2 separate regions of the Mus musculus genome follow, and region 2 is linked to region 1. The links are chromatin contacts, called in public HiChIP or PLAC-seq maps. All regions are on one chromosome and are shown on one strand. The core of a region is the stretch at or near the end of the contact, and the rest is flanking DNA. Distances in the headings are between cores, read along the strand shown. Region 1 overlaps Gm34894 (a long non-coding RNA gene). Region 2 holds the start of Akap6 (A kinase (PRKA) anchor protein 6).

Region 1 (5,495 bases), core at 2,445-4,944:
CTGAATGAAACTACTAGTTGGTGGGCTCTACCAGTGACCTGAAAGCCAGCTATCCTTACTGGCTCTACCACCGCCCAATGACTATTTATGCTCTTATGTAGTTTAGGTATTAGATATTAAACTGAGAGCCATGTGTATGCTAAGCATGTGCCCTACCACTTGTGGAAGAGTGGCTCTTATGCTTTGATTTAATGGGGAATCCGCCTGGCTTGTTTTAATATTTTTATTTCAAGAATTATTATTAAATTTATTATCATTTGTTATTATTATTATTAAAGGTGCACGTCTTTAATCCCAGTACTCAGGAGGCAGAGGCAGGCAGATTTCTGAGTTTGGGGCTAGCCTGCTCTACAAAGTGAGCTCCAGGACAGTCAGGGCTACACAGAGAAACCCTGTCTCGAAAAAAAAAAAAGAATTATTATTATTAATGTGTGTGGTGGGGATACGTATATGCCTTAGCACGTGTCTCAGGTCAGAGAACAACTTTTGGGAGCCTTTCCTTTCACTATGAGTTCTAGAGACTGAATGAGGTTGGCAAAGTTGCTGTATAAGTGTTTTTTACCCACTATGCCACGTGACCAGCTGATGGCTTCAAACTCTTAATATTCCTACCTTGTCCTCCCAAGTGCTGAGGGCATATCAATAGCTGACCCGGCTATTTTTAATTCAGTTTAGCTCCTGTATTTTTAGTGCCAAGATCAATCTGAACAATCTGACTTCTGGAGTCACATAAAGCTGAGACCAATTATCTTGGCGTTCATCTCAGATGTCAGCTATCAATAAGCTCTGCTAAGAGAAATGTCTATTTGTTTGCTTGTTTGTTTGTTTGGGTTTGAGTTAGGGTTTTACTTTGTTTTGTTTCTAGAAAAGGCCTCGTAGCCCAGGCAGGCCTGAAACTCCCACGTAGCAGAAGATGACTTTGAACTTCTGATGTCCCTGCCTCCACCTCCCAAGGGCTGAGACCACAGGCATGTCCGGTTTTATGTGGCGCTGGGGAATTTCTCACATGTTAGCCAGGCATTCTGCCAACTGAGTCACATTTCCAGCCCTAACCGCTGCCCATTTAAGAAGTAAGGAAATAACAATGTACAAATTTAAAAACTCAAACCAAATTCTTGGTAGAGAGAAGTGAGGCGGGTGAGAGAAACCTCACACAGGAAAACCAGACTGACACCATTCTAGGGTACAACTTCTTAGAACTAAGTCCTAATTCCTCAGTGCTGAGAACTGCCACTCCAGAGCTCACCTCTAGACTAGACAGGGGCTCCCTGGTCTGTGGGGCCACTGCCTATATAAATCTGACAAGTCCGATCATTTTTGGAGTAGAACTAGAAGCCGATGCTTCCCACAGACACCAGGAAACTAGCTGGACAAGCATGCAAGGCACTCACCGTCACTATCAAATTCTTTCTCTCTCAAGATCTATCTATCTATCTATCTATCTATCTATTTATTTATTTATTTATTTATTTTTGGTTTTTCGAGACAGAGTTTCTGTGAATAGTCCTGGCTGTCCTGGAACTCACTTTGTATGCCAGGCTGGCCTGGAACTCAGAAATCTGCCTGCCTCTGCCTCCCGCGTGCTGGGATTAAAGGCGAGCGCACGCCTGGCAAGATTTATTTTATTTCATTTTATTTTATTTTTTTTGAGACAGGGTTTCTCTATATAGCTCTGGCTGTCCTGGAACTCGCTCTGTAGACCAGGCTGGCCTCGAACTCAGAAATCCGCCTGCCTCTGCCTCCCGCGTGCTGGGATTAAAGGTGTGCGCACGCCTGGCAAGATTTATTTTTAATTATGAATAGGTATATGTATCTAAGTGTGGGTTTGTGGACATGAGTGCAGGTACTTGGGAGGAGGAGTCAGTACCTCTGGAAGTGAGTTACAGGCAGTTGTGAGCCGCTCAGTGTGGATGCTAGGAACAGAACTCAAGCCCTCGGCAGAGTCCTGTTCATTTCTAACCCGAAGCCTTCTCCCCATCAACCAGATTCTAACTGAGGGGAAACTAATACCCAGAACATTTATGTGGTAAACAAAACGTTTAGGCTGTCGGTTATCGGTGTGGAAGAAGAAGGATGTGAGGGAAAGCAAGAGGCGGACTTCCGGGTTACGAGAGATGTTTTATTTTGTGAGTTGGTGTGACCCCTCTCCTGTTTCTTTGTTATTGTTCTTGGAGCTACTCAGATATACCTTTTTGCTTGTTTGTTTTTAAGGCGGGGTCTCATGTAGCTCTGCCTAGTCTCAAAACTGCTATGTAGGCAAGGCTAACCTGGAACTCCTTCCCGTTCCTCCGACATCACCTTCTCCTTTGAAGCATGCATCAGAGCCATTCACCATCAAGCCCGGCTCCATATATTCTGTATGTTAAGTTGGGGTTTTGTCTTATTTTTCTAGACAGGGTTTCTCTGTGTAGCTTTAGCTGTCCAGGAACTCACTCTGTAGACGAGGCTGGCCTTGAACTCAGAGATCCACCTGCCAAACACTAGGATTAAAGGCATTTGCCATCACACACACACCCCAGCTTTACATAGGTTTTATATGTGTTATAAGGCACTGAACTTACAACTTTTCTTATAGGAAGCTTTATTTCAACTATGTTCATTTGGGTGTTATGTATAGAAACAGAATGAAAGCAATCTATTTGGGTGAATTATTAAAGTGAAACATTGTTGCGATTCATCATGTGAAGGTGTGTCTCTCTGTATATTCAAGTGTTAATGCTGTGCTTGCAGAGAGCTAAACATTAGCAGGATCTGGTATTGTTATTTCCTTGGCCCATCACTGGTCTCATATTTTGTAAATATTTGTTCTCCCTCACCTGCCTAAGGCAGTCTAGAATTGTATCTCATCGGCTTTAATGAAGGCCCATAGCTGAGCAGGAAGTGGAAGGTAGGAGATAGGGACGCTGGGAGAAGAGTTGGGACACAGGAGATTCAGCAGCACGTGCGGAGGTGGACTGAGAGCCCTGGCGGAAAGGTAGAACTGGCCATGGGGCAGGATGCAGGCCAGAATTAATCAGGATAGAGTCCTTGCAAGACTGCCAGCTAAGGCCTGAGCTTTAAAATATTAACAAACCTCTGACATTATTTATATAGCTGGCAGGTCTATAGAAAGTCCTGTTATAAAATATGATGAATAGAATATTATTTAAGTGCTTAAAATATGGTAAGGGAGAAAAGGCTTTTAAGTTACCAAAACAAAAGTGACAAAAACTAATAAGCATATGATGACCTCAGCCATAATAGAGCTGGTTCTTAGCAAAATGGATTTTAAACATCTCTCCTTATATTTTTCTTCTGTTGTTTTGTTTAGGTATTTGTATTTGGTTTTTGGAAATACAAATTCAAGCCAGGCAGTGATGGCGCATGTCTTTAATCCCAGCACTTGGGAGGCAGTGGCAGGCAGATTTCTGAGTTCGAGGCCAGCCTGGTCTACAGAGTGAGTTCCAGGACAGCCAGGGCTACACAGAGAAACCCTGTCTCAAAAGCCCACACCCCCCTCCAAAAAAAAGAAAGAAAGAAAAAAGAAATACAAATTCAGGTTTCAAACTCTCAGGCCTCCTGTCTCAGCCTCACAGGATACAAAGCATGGGTGACTGGCCTGATGATGTTCTTTTTAATAGTTAAACATTTTACTACCAAAGGAAAACAGACTGTTAGCTGGGTCTGGCAGAACATGCCTGTCAATGGGGGGTGGCCGCAAGACCAAGAGTTCAAGGTCATTCTCAGCTCTCAGGTACCCTGGGCTGCATGGGATGATGGATCTTGACTCAAGAAAAAGAAGAAAAATGGCTTTTACAAAAAAGCATGTTTTGGCCCCCCAATAAACCAGTATTGCCAGAAACTGCTCTGACTTCTAAGGTTTCATGCCTGAGAAAGTTTTCATGGGAAACAATAAAGGTCACAAAACAACTTTCCTTCAGATGTCCTGCCCTGTGCCGCAATGTTTGCCAAGAACTGTTTCCCCGCCTCCTGGTTCCTCTCATTGGCCCGTTGGTCTTTCCATCACAGGTGACCTCCAGTATCTTGGTCCCACATAGCTCAGGGTGAAGAGCTGAGTAATCCTGAACCTGGGGCTGCTGCCGGAACAACCTTTCACACAGTGCCCACTGCTCCCGGTTGCACAACATGTTTGACTGCGAGAGATAAACGCCAGGTTTACATTTGACTCCAGTCACCTTCGGGGCCAGCAGCCGGAGCCTGTAAACAGCACCCACTCCTTTAGAAAGGCGCGACTTTCCCAAAGTCCTGCCTTCCGAGCGCTGCGCCAGGCTGGGAGGAGGTGGACAAGGAAGGGGAGTATTCCAAAGAAAAAGGAGGCTACAAGCAAGCTCTCGACTCTGTTTAGGAAGAAAAGGAAGAGCCGAGCTGAAGCATTGGCCCTGCGGGGGGTGGGGGTGGGGCTCATTTTGTGAACTGGAATTTAAGAACTAAAACTAGTCCCCCTAACGTGTTTCTGTTTACCCATCAGAAATCAATCTCTGATTGGAGCAGGTACTTTTTCCTCCGTAAAACAGGCCAAAGAGGAAACGGAACTGTCTTAGTACTAAAATAATCTGTAATTTAATTGATGTTGCATGTTAGGCTTATTGAAGACACCACTATGAGAAGATTCTGTGCTTTGTTTTCTGACACTGAAAACTGCAGGGTGGGGGCGAGAAAAATCCCCCCACGACTTCACACAGGTTATAGGAGGAAAACTAATAGTCGAGAAGGAGGGATTTCAGTGGATTCTTTCAAGAATAAACATGTCTTACTCAGATCTTGAAGCCTGTGACTATCGAGTACATCTAAGTACATCGAGTTCCTTCTGTTGGTTGAAGCTAGGTTTGCTGCGTCTTGAGTCCAGATGGAACAATGACACTAAGACAAAGCCTTAAGCAATTTTGTTTGCTAATAAGATGTCAGACCACTAATGAAAGGGCAGCTTGCTTTGGCTTAGGAGAGCAAGCTTCCCATAGAAAGCAGCTCCTAAGTGTGAAAGAGCAATATTTGATTCCCTTCCTCCCTAGTGGTAAAAAAGATGTTTTTGAGTGGCTAGCAGAGAGGAAGAGAAGGCTAGCCGTCTACTGATAAGATAGGATCATAGGAACATTTGTTTGGTTTTGCTTTGCAGATGGGGACTGAAGCCAGGGAAGCTTGCCTGCTAGGCAAGCACGCTGTCACTGAATTATCCCTCCCCACCCCCACCCCTCCGGCCCACATAGGGAAAATTCTGTAGTCGTTAAGATCGCTGTCGGTCCAGCTGCCCTTCTCCAAGACTGAGTAAGACATTGTGAGCTCTTTAAGAAGGAGAATCACTTCATAGTTAAATTATGCTCATGGACATTACACGTGCCCGTTCATTAATATTTAGGGAACACACCGGCCTCAGCAGTTCCAAACACCTGAGTATAGACAATGCTTCTTCCAATGTGGACAGGAGTAAAACACCAAAGTTCATCTTCTGAATAATGAACCACCAGCTTCAGAGTGTAAATGCTGCCTCCTCCAGAGGC
Region 2 (5,586 bases), core at 572-3,071, 850 kb before region 1:
GAATTAAACCAGGAGAAAACCCACTAAACCGCTGCCTTCTGTTTCACTCCTAGCAATTTGTGTCACTGAACAAGTCTTTTCATGTCGCTTCTCGGGAGCAGTACTTCAAGGGGTTCTAACTACTTTCCCTTCCCCCATTAAGGCCTTTCTCCTCCCTTTTACCTGAGAGCTTCTGACTTGGCTGCGTTCACACCCAACGGTCCCAGCAGAGCTCTCTGTTCATACTATGCGTCACACACACAAAAAGCAGGCAGTGAGCATCCATACTACTAATTGCTCGTGGGAAGGCCAGGCCGAATTGACCTCTTCCATCCCATATAGCTGCACGCGAGCAATATAAGCTTAAAAGACTGGGAGTAGCATGTGTGTGGTGTGGGGTAAACAAACTAATTAAACCCCGAGCTGTACCACTCCGCCTAGTGCCTGTGCCTAATGGGACCGCTGTGCCCAACTCCATAGGAGAGAAAAATCAACGCAAGCTGGCTGGAGATGTTGCTTTTCCGGCTTCCTCTGAAATATCTGTTTTAGGCTCCATCTAAACTGTTTAGGCTCCAGCAATCTTAACTAATTACAAGCAACTCAGGGGGTGCTATTCTTTCCAGTAAGACTGTATAAATAAAAACTATCAGCTCGACTGCACTGAAACACAGGACCACTCCCTGACTGTAAGCCGGCAGATTGAACAACTGAACGGGCATGTGCTTTCTCTCCCCCAGTAGCAATCAGTTGCACCAAGGAAATTCATTTCATTTCCCAAAACAAAAGGCAATGATACCCTGTTCCATACTGACCTGTTAGACTGGTTTTTAGCAAATAAAATAGTAACGATTCTTAAAAGCAAGCCCTGGATTAAACGTAAACATCGTATGTTTATCTGGAGCTTTGGAATTGAGTTGAGGTTCCGGGTCCAGAGATTTGCATTCCTAACAAGCATCAAGGCCCCTGACATTTATCCATCACACTGGGTTGGGGCTAGAGTTAAGCATGAGCCCGCGGGCGGGCGGGCGGCAGCGCCACTGGCCTTTCCAGAGTCTCTCTCCCGGGTTATCCTTGACTGTAACTGCCGCAGAGGGGAGACTTGCTCCTCTCTCAGTTACAAACCAGCCTGGAAGCAACTCCAGCTTCAGCCTCTTAACTATGGAGGACATGAATTGAAGAGATTCCACACAAATCAAAAGGCATAGATAATTTCATCTGGTTTCAGTCTTAATGTTTTTAACAAATTATTTCTTGAACATGCAAGAGAATCCCCTTTCACATACACATAAGGTTATGTCAAATGCTTATTCAGCACTCATTCCTTGCCATGAAGAATCTGAAACCCAATGGAGGTAAATACTGAATTCCGTTCTGCAAGTCACTAAATATTTCATAAATCACAGAAGCAAATGGGACCAATTAGCCCTGCCTCATAAAAAAAGAAACATATCTTTACAATGTTAAAATACAATGAACTACACATTTCAGAGCTTATTTAGGCTTTTGCAATAGAAAATTTTCTGTGCTTTTTTTTTTTAATTCATGAGAATACTAAAAATAACAGGCGGAGACGGAGCAAGAAATCTTTGCATTTTGATTTTTATGCGACTCTCACAGGCCTTTGTCTTAACACAGCAGCCTGAAAACAGAATTAGGCAAAACAACCCTTCTTTCTCCAGTCCATTTTAAGCAGACAACATCCCCCCATCCCTGCCTTAGTAGACGCCACAGACTAACCAACAAAACAGCGTCGCAATTAAGGCCCAAACGTTTAACACTCACCATCTCCTGCTCCCAACGTCGCCTTTTGATGTTTACAGCACATCTGTAGGATGCAATACTAGGAGATGCCTTGTTTGACCTGCTGCATGATGCTGTGACATCAGTTCAGATGATGCAGCTCATTATGGGAAAGGCTGCTGTTGCTATGGCAACTGGGATGTGCTAGGAATCCTTGCTGCATTTCCAGTGGAGCCTGAGACAATACAAAAGCCCTGTAAGAAGCAGACAATATGCAAAATGCAGTCCAAAGAAACAGGGCTCCTCATTGGACTAAAATCTGTAAGTTTAAAAGGGGATTTCTTAGAATAATTTTAGAAAACAAAATAAAAATTACCTCTTCGTTTGCTGCTCTACATTGAGAGAATAAAGGTGCAAGTGGAATGTCGATTCAGTACTCAGAAAATACAAACTCGTATTCATGGTTCCCTATCAGGCAATTTGATCGCTCTTCTCCCTGGCTAGTAACGATACCTCTTTAAAAGTTATTAAAAAGAGGTTTAGTTCATCTGACAAAGAGAAAAAGAACAAAGCATGGATTTTGAAACAATTTAAAATGTAATAAACAGCTGACCAAGTGAGTCTAATTCTAAAGTGCACAGACTAATAATCGTCAGAACATGGGCAAAGCCTCCGCCAGCTAGGTCTGCCCTGAGGGTGTTCTCGGGTAGACACCACCCCACAGAGCCTGCTGCTGGAGAACTCGCTACCACTTAACCTTCAGGAGCAGTGAAAAGAGGTTGGATCCTAGAGACCCTTCCCCTATCTGACAGAGAACTCTTCCTACACATGGCCAAAAGGCAAGTATCTTCTGGGGTTAAAATCTGGAACAAGTGGAAGACCTGTAGAAGTTTCTTGTGACTGCCACTCACAACCCTTGGGGTTTGTTTTGTTCTTTTTGAGGCTGTAAGACTGCCTACCAAGGAGGCTATTACTCTCTCCCCTCCCCCACTGGACCTCTGACAGGCACATTAAAACAAGACTCCAGGAGGATTTCTCCAGTTAGTGAAAGGAAAGGAAATCCAAAGAAATCAGTCCTTTCTTTCCAGTGTGAAGCATAAACAAGCATCATGTTGTGACCCTGAGGAGAGCTAACCGTGGACCAGCTACCCATCTCACTCATCTAAGGCTTGCAGGCCACTGACAGAGAAAGGCACAGCCAAGCTGACCTACATCCATTCTGTCTCTACAGCTCTGAGAAAGCACAAAATTCCGAAACCTAATACAGAATGAGACAATTATATTGTCCAATCATCTCTTAATTGTCCCATACTTCTCTTAATCAGCAGCACAGGGGGTGGTGGGGTTGGAGGGGAGGCTCTGAAGGAACTCAGGCAGCCTCCTGTAAAGAAAAACTGATAAAATCAGAAGAGGTGCCACTATCCAGCCTTCCACAGAGCAGCCCTGCCTTGGATGTGAAGTCATGATTGCTCTTGCTTTTCCTAATAAGGAACAAGGAAGGGAAGAACAAGAGTAAAACCTGTGTATACACTCAGCAGCACAACAGAGCTTGACTCCCTTATCTTAGACCACATGGTACTCACACATTGAGAGGTCAGCATGGAACCACTGCAAAGCCCAGAGCACCGACCTGGGGCTCAGGAAATCTACCAGTGATGGTATTTCCTCCGAGAGCTCCTTCTGTGTATTCAGGGTTAGTAGCCTCTCTGGGGCTCAGGGGTTTCGTCTGAGGGAGGATAGACTTAGATAATAATCATGGTTTGCTAATAATATTTAAATTTTTTTTTCCTTTATGTTACAGAGCAAAGCTGGGCTTCCTTCACTGGGGCAGGGGTGAAGAGGCCCAGAGTCAAGACTGTTGGACCCTTCTTGGCATAATTATTAACCCTGCCTGCTATAGAGTACTGCTGGCCTCCCTGAAAAACTCTTAGGCCTCCAGAAATAAATAGGGTGAAAGCCATAGAGCTAGAACAAGATTAGCCTTTGCAGAGAAGGTTCCATAAAGAGAAGAGGGCAGGCCAACAGGACAGACAGATAAAAGAGAATGTCATTTTACCCAGTCATAAGGAGAATGAAATTATGTCATTTGCAGGGAAAGTGGGAAGAACTTACAGATCATGACATTTAGCAAAATAAGTCAGCCTAAGACAGACAAATCCACATTTTCTCTCAATCACACCTGAACACAGTTTCTCAGAATGAGAAAATGTCCATAGTTTCCCTTTCCAGATTCTAGGCATGGTGAGAAAGATCAGACATCTCAGGAAATCTGACATCAAGTCAGATTTTTGACATTCTAGGCTAGCTAAACTACATCTGGATCCATAGGCAGCAGGAAGAGACAGACACTGGGACTGGCTTGGGCTTTTGAAACCTCAAAGCCCACCCTCAGTGACACACTTCCTCCCAAAAGGCCACATCTCCTAATCCTTGTCAAGCAGTGCCACTCCCTGATGACCAGGCATTCAAACATAGGAGCCTATGGGGGCCACTCTTATCAGACCACCACAAATGGCCTGTTGGAAAACAGAAGTGCCAGCATTTAGGAATGTCACTGTTAACACACTTGTGCCATTAGCACTCAATTCTAAGCTCTAGGATCAAATGTTTGGGAAACAGCCAAGGTCACCCAGTGACTGAAGAAGGCCAAGCAGACAACACCCACTGCAGAGGAGATCAAGGAAGGCTAAAGGGCAGGGGATCGTTTCAGAGGCCACACTACAGCTTTGGGCAACAAGGTACAGATACGTCACTTCTTGAGAACAGAACTATGGTCAGAGGAGGGAAGTGAAGCAAGACCCTCACACTGAAAAATTAGAGAGAAGGAAGGCCTGAAAAATAACTTGTGAGAAATCACTTTTTTCAGCGTATTGATGACTTTATTTCTTTTTCATGTGCATAGGTGCTTTGCCTACATGTATATGTGTGCACCATGTGTCTGGTGCCCACAGATACCAGAAGAGGGCATTAGATCCCCTGAAACTGTAATAACAGACAGTGGTGAGCTGGGTGCTAAGAATGGAACCTGTGTCCTCTGGAAGAGCAGTCCATGCTTTTAACTGCTGAGACAGCTCTCCAGCACACGATATCATTTTAAGTGGAATTAAAACAGCTGGATAAGTGTCTCTAACTCTGAAATGTATTGAAAAAAAAAAAGAAAAAACAAGTGGAGACCACATGACACAGCAGGTATTGTCTTTCTGCTCCTTTCAGAGATGACTTTTCACTCTCAAGAAATGAGAGTGACTATGGGTAAAACCATTTGTGAACAGACAGGACGACATGATTTTGGATTCCCTGGCATTCACCTAAAAGCCTGTACCTGTCTCCCAAGAGCTGGGATAGGGAAGAAAAAGGGATCCCAAAGTCTTCCTATCTAAAAAATGTAGCCTAATGGTGAGTGCCAGGGCCAGAGAGAAGCTCTGTCTCAGACAAATAAAGCAGAGTATATAAAGATACTTGACACTGGCCTCTGGCCTCCACATGCACTCATATGGGCAACCACGCACATGTATGTGTGCACACACATCCACATACATGCACACACACCCACATACATGTGCATACATGCATACACTCATGAATTTCTAGGCTTTTGTGTAAATACAGAGTACAGGGCATATTAGGTAGATCACCTGGGATACATGTTCTTTGTGGGAGACAACAAAGGTATTTTCTTCAGAGAAGACGGGAGAAAAGAAAAGTCAGCAGGACAGACTGTGGTGGGTCACTCACTAATACCAAAAGTCACTTTTGTAGGTACCTCCTAGTGCCACTTAGGTTGGCTGGAGACTGGTTCTAACCAGTGAATGGGAGCTAAGAGGAAGTAGTACCTTGGAAAGTGATTAAAAGTGGGTCTGCCCAGCT

What was found. HiChIP or PLAC-seq counts read pairs in DNA pulled down with a chosen protein or histone mark.
Region 2: an H3K4me3 HiChIP or PLAC-seq map of bone marrow-derived macrophages shows a contact between it and region 1, with 7 times the contacts expected there. The contact joins the promoter of Akap6 here to the enhancer-like site in region 1. A contact is called at or near these places in 3 of 39 promoter capture datasets (cranial neural crest, embryonic stem cells and hippocampal neurons), 3 of 115 datasets of contacts at active chromatin or transcription factors (astrocytes, bone marrow-derived macrophages and embryonic hindbrain) and 1 of 9 other capture datasets (embryonic stem cells).

What each region holds. Positions count from the first base shown.
Region 1 is chr12:51,843,675-51,849,169 of GRCm38.p6, reverse strand. Gm34894 (a long non-coding RNA gene) reads left to right here. Exons shown (of 3, transcript XR_381584.4): 2 at 4,009-5,495. Among named protein-coding and RNA genes, the nearest start is that of Gm34894, 5.4 kb to the left of the region's middle. Within about 2 kb of position 3,694, at least 392 of the 459 cell types and tissues checked have an H3K27ac peak or open chromatin away from gene starts, as enhancers often do. A contact at or near this core is called in astrocytes, bone marrow-derived macrophages, embryonic stem cells and 1 more, where this site is marked.
Region 2 is chr12:52,695,618-52,701,203 of GRCm38.p6, reverse strand. Akap6 (A kinase (PRKA) anchor protein 6) reads right to left here and starts at 1,821. Exons shown (of 14, transcript NM_198111.2): 1 at 1,762-1,821.